Regions from separate parts of the Mus musculus genome. Here region 1 is linked to region 2. The links are chromatin contacts, called in public HiChIP or PLAC-seq maps. All regions are on one chromosome and are shown on one strand. Each heading gives the region's core, a stretch centred on a gene start, on an enhancer-like site or on the middle of the called end of the contact. The rest is flanking DNA. Distances are from core to core; before and after follow the strand shown.

Region 1 (4,194 bases), core at 219-2,718, 350 kb before region 2:
TGGACAAGCGAAAAGTTGCAAGGAACTCATGTATGGGAACCCATGTAACAGTTTTCAGCTGAACATCCTAAAGGATCAATTTTAGAGTATGATTCCAAAGTATATCAAACATATATATTATTTCAAATATCACATGATGCTATATAGTCTAAAATATAGGCGATGGACTGAAATTTTCAATCCTTTCTGTCATTAGGTAACTGGAGATTAGGAAATTTAAAGTTTGACCCTTTGGGCTTCGTTTTTTTTTATACTACTCCTTTGCTTAGAACCAGCCCTCAATTCTCTAAGTGTACCTTGGGTGCATCATGGCTTTATTCATTAAGAACAATTCTCCCCTCTTGTGTGTACTCTTCTGTTTAGTGGTGTCTTCTCAGGGGATAACTTATCACTTCCTTAACCCTTTCCTTTCTGACTAGCTCTTACTTGCCCTCCATATCTCAGAATATCTTTGTAACCTAAGAACATATGTCATAGCTATATGTTTCCCCAAGAGATTATTGTGGATCTACTTTCAGAGGAACTGGAATGAAGGGCAGATTAGAAAAGCAATCTTTGTGAAACTTAGTCAGGAGGCATTTTATGGCCGGTGAGCCAGGCAGCAGTTTTATGGAGCTGGTATCAGGAGTAAGATGTGGTGAATAACTGGCTCTAGAAGTAGGGCATGACTATACCGCAGATCGATAGTGTGGAACGCCGTATGCACCCCAATTCCTGTTCACTCTGATGTCTTCCAGAAGACTTGCCAATATTTTGCCATAAAACTTTGTGCTGACGAGCTAACCTGTCATTCAGCCCAGGGATCACTGCTACCCTTTCTTGCCCTGGAGCCTAGAACCTTGTACATACACACATCCATATAAAAAGGTCAATTAATGGTCAACTGAGAGCAACCTAACATTCCGCCACAGAAATTCTTCCTAGGTAAATTTTTCCTGAAGTACCTTACATTTTGAAAGATTAACTCTGTTTCATTAAGGACAAAGGACAAGGACTCTTGACAGCAAGTTTTCAGTATGACTCCCTGTTGAATTCAACACCATACTGTCCATCCGAGAATTCTTCCTTGGTTTCTTTTGAAATAAAAATCGAAGCATTTGTTTAGCCATTGAAATTTTCATGAAGCTGAACGCTTTGTCATCTGAGCTGATAAAAAAAACTTCTAGAGAGAAAAGCGACACATTAGCAAGTGAAATGAACAGGAAGCTGCTAATTACCAATCCCCAAACAGAGCCTCTTCCCAGCAATAGCACTCAAACATTTTTTTTTTTACCATAAGTAAATAATACAAATAATAATAAAGTTTGCAGACAAATAGTCCCCAAAAGACACACATGAGAAATCATGATAAATTGTGTCAATCTACACAGTAATGGATCTGTCTGTGGAGGCATTTTGAGGCTTTCTGTGTTTCCTTGGATAGAGTCCCAAAGAGAAGCTGACTTGCATGTCTGAATAAATAAATTGCTAATTAGCTTCCTGGTCTTGAAGCTTTTACATTCTACAAATGGCTTCATCTGCCTGCCTGGACCAGGCTAGAACCTTTTGTCCAAAGAACATATTGAAATTGCAAAAACAAGTGATAATGAAAAGATCATGTTCAAAACACATTTATCTCAATTAAGATACTAAAATCTATATATAGGAATTGTACCTTCTTTAGACTTCTTTAGACTGTCTTTTTTACTTCAAATCTTTAGCAGTGAATTTTTCTCATTTTATTTTTTTCTTGTACTTTTAGAGCTGCTGTACAAAGAACGGGGAGCATTGATCTTGGACTTATTTGCAGCTAATCTTCAGTTTATTGCCATCCATAAACAGAAATTCCCAAGCAAGTGCTATTATGAAAATATTTATATTTATATATTTTATTTTGTATATGTATATGAAAGAGTGGAGACTTTAAAATCTCTTCATCTCCTGCAGAGTGCTAAAAACTCAAATATGGGCTAAATAATTTATATCAGTGATACTAAGTAACTAAGGCGAAAGTGATCGATGCTTCTCTTTAGGAAATGTACAATACTTAAAATTCTGTCTGGTTACAGTTTTCAACCATTTGAAATATAAAACTCATTATGTAGAAGGTACACTGTACATCAAAATGGAATCCTATTAAATAAGAACAGTGCTCTGAAGTCTTCATCTAAACCAGCTCACATCTCAAGTACAGCACAACTCGTCCTCTCTCGACACTTGATCTTTGGAAGAGAAATGTACCCTGCCCTATGTCTTCATGATTTTATAATTGTAGAAAAGTAATATATATTCCTAAAACAAATAATCAGTGGGACATGCCCGATGTTCGAGGGGTCAAGAAGTGTGTTACCAAGGTAAGCTCCTTTACTCCAATGCCTAAAACTTACCTGGCAGGAGAAGAGAACCAGCCTCTGAAAGCCATCCTCTGACCTCCTCAGATGTGTGATGGTGGCAGTGTCACCCCTCCCCCAGAAAATAAAAAAGCAAGTACATTTGTTTAAAGATAAGTGCTAATATGTGCATGATATTGTGAATTATATAAATTATAATATTTTTGTTGCTTTTGAAAAGGCTGACAGTGCATTCAATTATTAATAGTAAAACCACATAAGGGGGCTGGAGATATGGCTCAGTGATTAAGAACACTGGCTGCTCTTCTAAAGGTCCTGAGTTCAATTCCCCGCAACCACATGGTGGCTCACAACCATCTGTAATGGAATCTGATGACCTCTTATAGTGTATCTGAAGACAGCAGCAATGTACTCACATACATTAAATAAATAAATCTAATAAAAATTAGAATAAAATAAAAGTGCATGAAATATAACCATTGAAATATGGTTAATTAATAAATCCTCCTATATATTCCCCCAGGTTTCTTCTCATATATATTTTTTGATCACTATGCATAGTGCCCCATCTTCTTAAAACTCAAAAGTGCATTCCATTTTTTAAAAAATATACCATAATCCCTACAATGACATTCTAATATTCCTATTGAGGAGATTTTTGTTGTTACTTCTGCATGCTATTCAAAGCCATGTATGGAGCTTATTTTTTATTTACATGTTACGACATTTAGTTCCTACAGGTAAAGAATGTAAAACAGATGTCAAGTACTATTGAAGTATCGACACGGATTTCTCATTGCCCCTCTAAGAGACACATGAATAATCCTGTCTTTTACATGGACACAAAATATTTTTCTCCATACTTTTTATAATGTCAAGAAGTATAAAATGTAACTATCTAGATCATATTAATAAATGAAAAAGCAAACTGATTGGGATTGTGTTTCCTGAATTTAGTTAATTGTGTTCTATGAGCTTAAATTGATTTATATAAGAGCCTGTCCCAGAAAGCCCACCTGCTAATGGGAATAAGGGCAATAATTAGTGGTATAGTAAATGATTTTAGAAGAATTCAATGGTTTGGAGACATAAATTATTGAAATAAAGCCAATTCTCCCTGTAGAGAAGGCAATGGTGTGTAAATACTTGGGTTTGGCTTATTGAATGTTACCATAACAGGATATAACGTTATGTGAGGACTCTGTCCTGTGGTATTGGTAGACTTCCATTTTTCCCTCCTGTTACACCAATTGAATACTGTCTGGTTAACTTCTAATATGGAGGAGTTTTTCAAAAGCACTTAATCATTTCTAGGATATGAGAGATTCTTCAGAAACTCATGTTGAACTTGGTCCCAGTTGCAGCAGCAGAGATGGAGCCTTGGAAGTTTACTTAATTATGAATGTTTTAACCATATCAACAACTGATTCGCTGGTATGATTAAAGGTAAATGGATTACTCAGGTGAGGCATGAGGGGTCGAATAGAGGTAGTAAGTTATTGGCACATGCCTTTAAAATGAAAATTTTGCCTCTGATCCCTTGCAGGCCCTTGTGCGCTCCTCTCTCTCACTCTTTCCCTGGCTGACAGAAGGCTAGCAACTTCCTTTTACCACATTATACTGCCATGATATTCTACCTCACAACAGGACCAGAGGCCCAAGAGGCCATGACTGGAGTGCTTGTAATTATAACCAATATTAAACCTCTCTTCCTTGAAACTGGGTTTCTCCAGTACTTTGTCACAGTGAGGAATGCAGGATAATTAATACGGCTTATAAAGATCTGTTGTTGTGGTGTCAAGATTGGTCCAAAACTCATATTGAGATACAACAGCTATTGAAACAGCAGTAAGAGCCTCAAACT
Region 2 (4,373 bases), core at 1,683-4,182:
ATAAGATGAATCAACGCCAAAACATTTTAATGTTTTGCTGAATTATTCAAATCAATGAATGATACAATTAAATGTCAGTATTATATCAAATTTGTACATGAGTGACTCTATTGGGTTAGTCAACATCAGCATAATACCTTCATGTGACTTTTTCTTAATGAAAATATCCAAGGAATTTAGCACTTCTTTCAGGAGAACCTCTTTCAGACCACTGATGTCTGTAAGAGTGCCCGGCTGCTTTAGTGGGAGCTACTCTGATTTCTCATTGCCTTAAGCCACAGATAAGAAAGGCACTTTCCCTAACCCTCAAGAGACTGGAGGACCCAGGGAGTTTAGAGGTCTGGTGGGAAGGGTGGTGGGTGGTGGGGACGGCCTTGTAGAGACACGGAGACCAGGGAGGACGTATAGGATGTGGAACAGTCAGAGGATGGATGGGGGGGAGGGGGGCATAAAACCTGGAGTGTAAAAAAATAAATAAATAAGAGATTAAATTTAAAAAAAGAAAAGGAAGAAAGGAAGGAAGAAAGAAAGAAAGAAAGAAAGAAAGAAAGAAAGAAAGAAAGAAAGAAAGAAAGAAAGAAAGAAAGGAAGGAAGAAGAAAGGTGTTTTCAACAGGACAACCCAGAATGACTCCTTTAAAAAGGTGCACGCTCCCCTGGCACTTAGGCTGTGCTCTCTGTATCAGAGGCCAACAGTGACAACTGTTTGCTTTTCTGGAGGGTAGAGCTTCAGTAGCTCCTTACAGTGATGGCTAGCTCAGTGATCAATGCTCTAGAACATACCTCTTCAAAGGCAATGACACACATGAGGTTCTAGAAACGACACTCACCATCTTTCTGGACCGTGTTGTCTTCAGCAGGTGCACGGACACTGAGCATCGAGAAGCCACTGAGATCAAAGCCTTCCTGAGGACTGTCAGCTACAGCCAAAGCTTTGACATTCGGGAGACAGGTCTCACAATGCACGTGAGGCTTTCTCAGCTCAACACCCACTGCACACAAACCAATTAGTCTCATAAGTGGTTAAGGGAGAGGTATTTCTTAACGAAAGAATACACTGAAATCAGTACTTACTTAGAAGGTTGTTTTGGGGTATGTGTGTGTGTGTGTGTGTGTGTGTGTGTGTGTGTGTGTGTGTTTGGTTTTGAAGAGACAAGAATCCCCTAAGCTGGAAGTGTCAACAATGTGTGTCAAGTATGGAAAGAGTGTATTGAGTAGGTATTCCAATAAACACTGGTGTGTTTAAAAGTGGTCCTGTGAGCGCTGGCTGGTGGGCTTTCTGCGCCCAGACACTGGGGAAGGATGATAAGAATTGAGCTAACTAGCAGAAAAACAATCAAGCGAATGTGCTACCACTGGGGAGTGCTAACGGCAAGCCTTCTCGCACTGGAAAAGGGATGTATTTGGTACTAAGGCATCCTTTGCAAATTCTTTGTTCATCAGACAACGTCCTTAAATCCAGCCCTCTCTGTTGACTTCAGCAACAGCTAGGGATACTCCACTATGATCTAACTTAGCCCCAGACACTCTATTGGCTCCCTAGCACAAGATCTTCTCTTCTGGATAGAACGTGTACTTGTTCTCCCACCAGCAGCTAAGAATTTGAGTGTAGGCTAGAGCACAGGAGATGAATGCAGGCAAAGGGGTCTTATAGTACGCATGGTCTCTAGCTGCCATATTAATTGTATAGACTGTGAGTTTCCTGGTGCCCCCAAACGCAGAGCTTGATTGCCTGTTGCCCTATCGCTTTGCAAGCTCGAAACTACTTTGTGGGGCTGGGACACACTAAGAGACTCGGATTTCTGTAGGAAGGCTTGGTGCCAAGGTGCAGAGGGGCAACTAAAGGTCGTCTCTGAGTGAACTGGGTCGAGCGCTCATTAAAAACAGCATTGGCACCTTGGTCAGCACAAGGATATAAGAAGGTTTGTTAGTTTACCATCAAACTTGCGGCAACCAACACAATCCCTCTGAGGTTGTGAGAGTAAAACCAGGACCCCTGGTGATGTTTCCTGTGGGAACAAATAGATCCTGGAGCAGTAACAAACCACCCTTGATTAGTTCTTCAAGCACCTCCCTGGAGAGCAAGAGGGCACCGGCATGAAAAAAAATGCTTCAGAGCTCCAAGGAACCCCAGATACAGTTAAGGAGCCCACCTTGAAGCTGCCCTACTCTCGTGAGCACACCAAGCATTCCCACAGGCCTCACCCCGGTTCACCTACTGGGGCCGGAGAACCCGAAAGGTCGTCGTCTCACCAAGGACCATCTCTGAATGGATGGATGCCCCAGAGACCGTGGTCGCAAGCCCAAGAGGTCCCCGGCTGGAGCCCCGCACAGTGCGGAGCCAACCAGCGGCTCTTACCTGCCCGCGGCGCCTCCGGCAGCCCTTTGACAGCTCCCCCAAGCCGCCACTGGAAAAGTTTCCGAACTTCTTCGCAGCTCTCCACGCCCTCGCTTCGGGTAGATCCAAGGAGAGCCAGGAGAAGGAGACAGCGCCAGCCCAGACGCCAGGTGCGGGCATCCATCCTCGGTGTTCGGGTCGCGCCCTCCCCGCTGTGGTCCTCACTCTCCAGAGCACCCAGCATCGGCAGCGCGGGAGGAAGATGCGTGGCGGAATCTGGCAAGGGTTCGATGCGCAGGCGGCCACGGGAAGACCGCGAAGGGACCGCGGCTTCACCTGCAAGAGCTCCGCTTTCTCCCCTGAAGCCCTGAGGCTGAGACGCTGCACTTCTCATGCTTAGCATCGCCCGGGTCCCTCCCGGACCAGGGCGGGTGGGCGCTGCGCAAGCCGAACACGAGCCGGGGAGAAGCGAGACACGGCAAGCATCCGGCACTGGCCGGTATCGCTGCAGCCGCCTAAGGCTCAGCTCGCAGCCACTAACCTAGGCTGTGCCAGCCTGCGGAGCTCCAGAGCCCGGTTCGCCAACCCCGCGAACAGGCCACGCCCCTAGCCACACCCCCAGCAGTCCGCCGGCTCCGCCCAAGCCCAGATCCTGCGGAGCACAGCAAGCGCCGGGCTTGCGACCTCACAGAAGAGTCAAATTAATGGAAGGAAACTAGCCTTCTTCCTCCGGGTTGATTTCGGAAAGCATTCAACCGCTGAAACGAAAGTATGTATAAAGAGGATCAGAGAAGGCAGGAGATAAGAAACATGAGTTGGAAATAAGATGAAACATTTCTCTACAAATCAAGGTCCTCTATGCATAGGAATCTGTATCCAAATTTCATGAACTGGACCTTGGCAAGTGCGAATGGCAAAAGCAGGGTTTTGAGCGACCTAGTAGCACTTACGTTTCAAATTCTTTATGCTTTTATTTTTTTTAATGTTAAGCGTTTTATGCTTTTAGTGCTAGGAGGATTTTTCTGTAACATGATTCTTCTGAAAGAATTTAGAGCTCAGAGTCTCAATGGGAAGTTATCACATTCTTTATATCTCGCTGAAGTTCAGTTTATTCTAACATCATAGTTCACGTTGGTCTTATACCTTTCTGAGCTTTGACACCTTTGACAATTTGTTTTTAATATTTCTCAGAGAGTAACTAAGACAAAAGTGCTCGAGGGAGCTTCTCCCCAGGAAAATAGGAGAAACGAAAATACTGGGCAATTACAAGCTGAAAAGGAAAGTTTGTCAAGTTAGGCATGAGAAACCAGGAAGCAAAAGGCAGCCTGCAGTTAAGCCTAAATGAGTGACATGATCCGGGTCATAGCCACCTGAAGAGAGTACTTCTCAGCACCAAGAAGCTCTTTAACAGCATTAGCAGAAGGGACTCTAAATATCTTAACCACTTTAAGAGAATTTCATCTTAAGCTGCACCCTTGCCAAGACTCGAGATGAATAATTTCCAGTCTTAGCTAAGTGTCCTGGGGTTTTCTAATGGCCATTTGATATCAAAGGCAGCACTTTCAGAAAGAGATCTTGCCATGGCTGGGATGCTGTTTCAGAGTGAAATATTACCCACTTGGCTTTTGACATCATTCCCCGAATACTACAAATTATTTTCTTAGAAGTTTTCTTAGTAAGCAAGAATAGAAATCATTAGACACTTTAAATTCTAGGCCTTCAAGCAAGGTTTTACATATGTATCCTAGAAAAATAAAGGAACATTCATGACTCTTCAGCTCTGATGCACCATCAAGAAAGGCTTCTTGGAGGTCAGCTATATCCATAGGAATAAACAAGAGCAGCCACGCTCATCTATAAAATCCTTAAGTGCTAAGCAGTATTCCAAGTGCTGTATGGATTTCCCTTCATTCGGTCGTTACAATCACCCTATACACTTGTTATCACCAGTACTATTTTTCAAGTAAGTAGATAGGGACAGACATGTAAGATGGGTTTCCCAAGGCCACAGGCAGCGGGAACCAGGAGTCAAATCA

What was found. HiChIP or PLAC-seq counts read pairs in DNA pulled down with a chosen protein or histone mark.
Region 1: an H3K27ac HiChIP or PLAC-seq map of neural progenitor cells shows a contact between it and region 2, with 14 times the contacts expected there. The contact joins the enhancer-like site here to the promoter of Gpc5 in region 2. A contact is called at or near these places in 7 of 39 promoter capture datasets (3T3-L1-derived adipocytes, cranial neural crest, frontonasal cranial neural crest and 4 more), 3 of 484 Hi-C or Micro-C datasets (the AML12 cell line, astrocytes and brain) and 9 of 115 datasets of contacts at active chromatin or transcription factors (astrocytes, embryonic forebrain, embryonic limb bud and 5 more).

Annotation. Positions count from the first base shown.
Region 1 is chr14:115,442,240-115,446,433 of GRCm38.p6, reverse strand. The region is part of intron 5 of Gpc5 (glypican 5); the gene reads right to left. Among named protein-coding and RNA genes, the nearest start is that of 4930505G20Rik, 35 kb to the right of the region's middle. Within about 2 kb of position 1,468, at least 11 of the 459 cell types and tissues checked have an H3K27ac peak or open chromatin away from gene starts, as enhancers often do. A contact at or near this core is called in kidney and neural progenitor cells, where this site is marked.
Region 2 is chr14:115,090,774-115,095,146 of GRCm38.p6, reverse strand. Gpc5 (glypican 5) reads right to left here and starts at 2,932. Exons shown (of 8, transcript NM_175500.4): 1 at 2,359-2,932. The coding sequence starts at 2,521.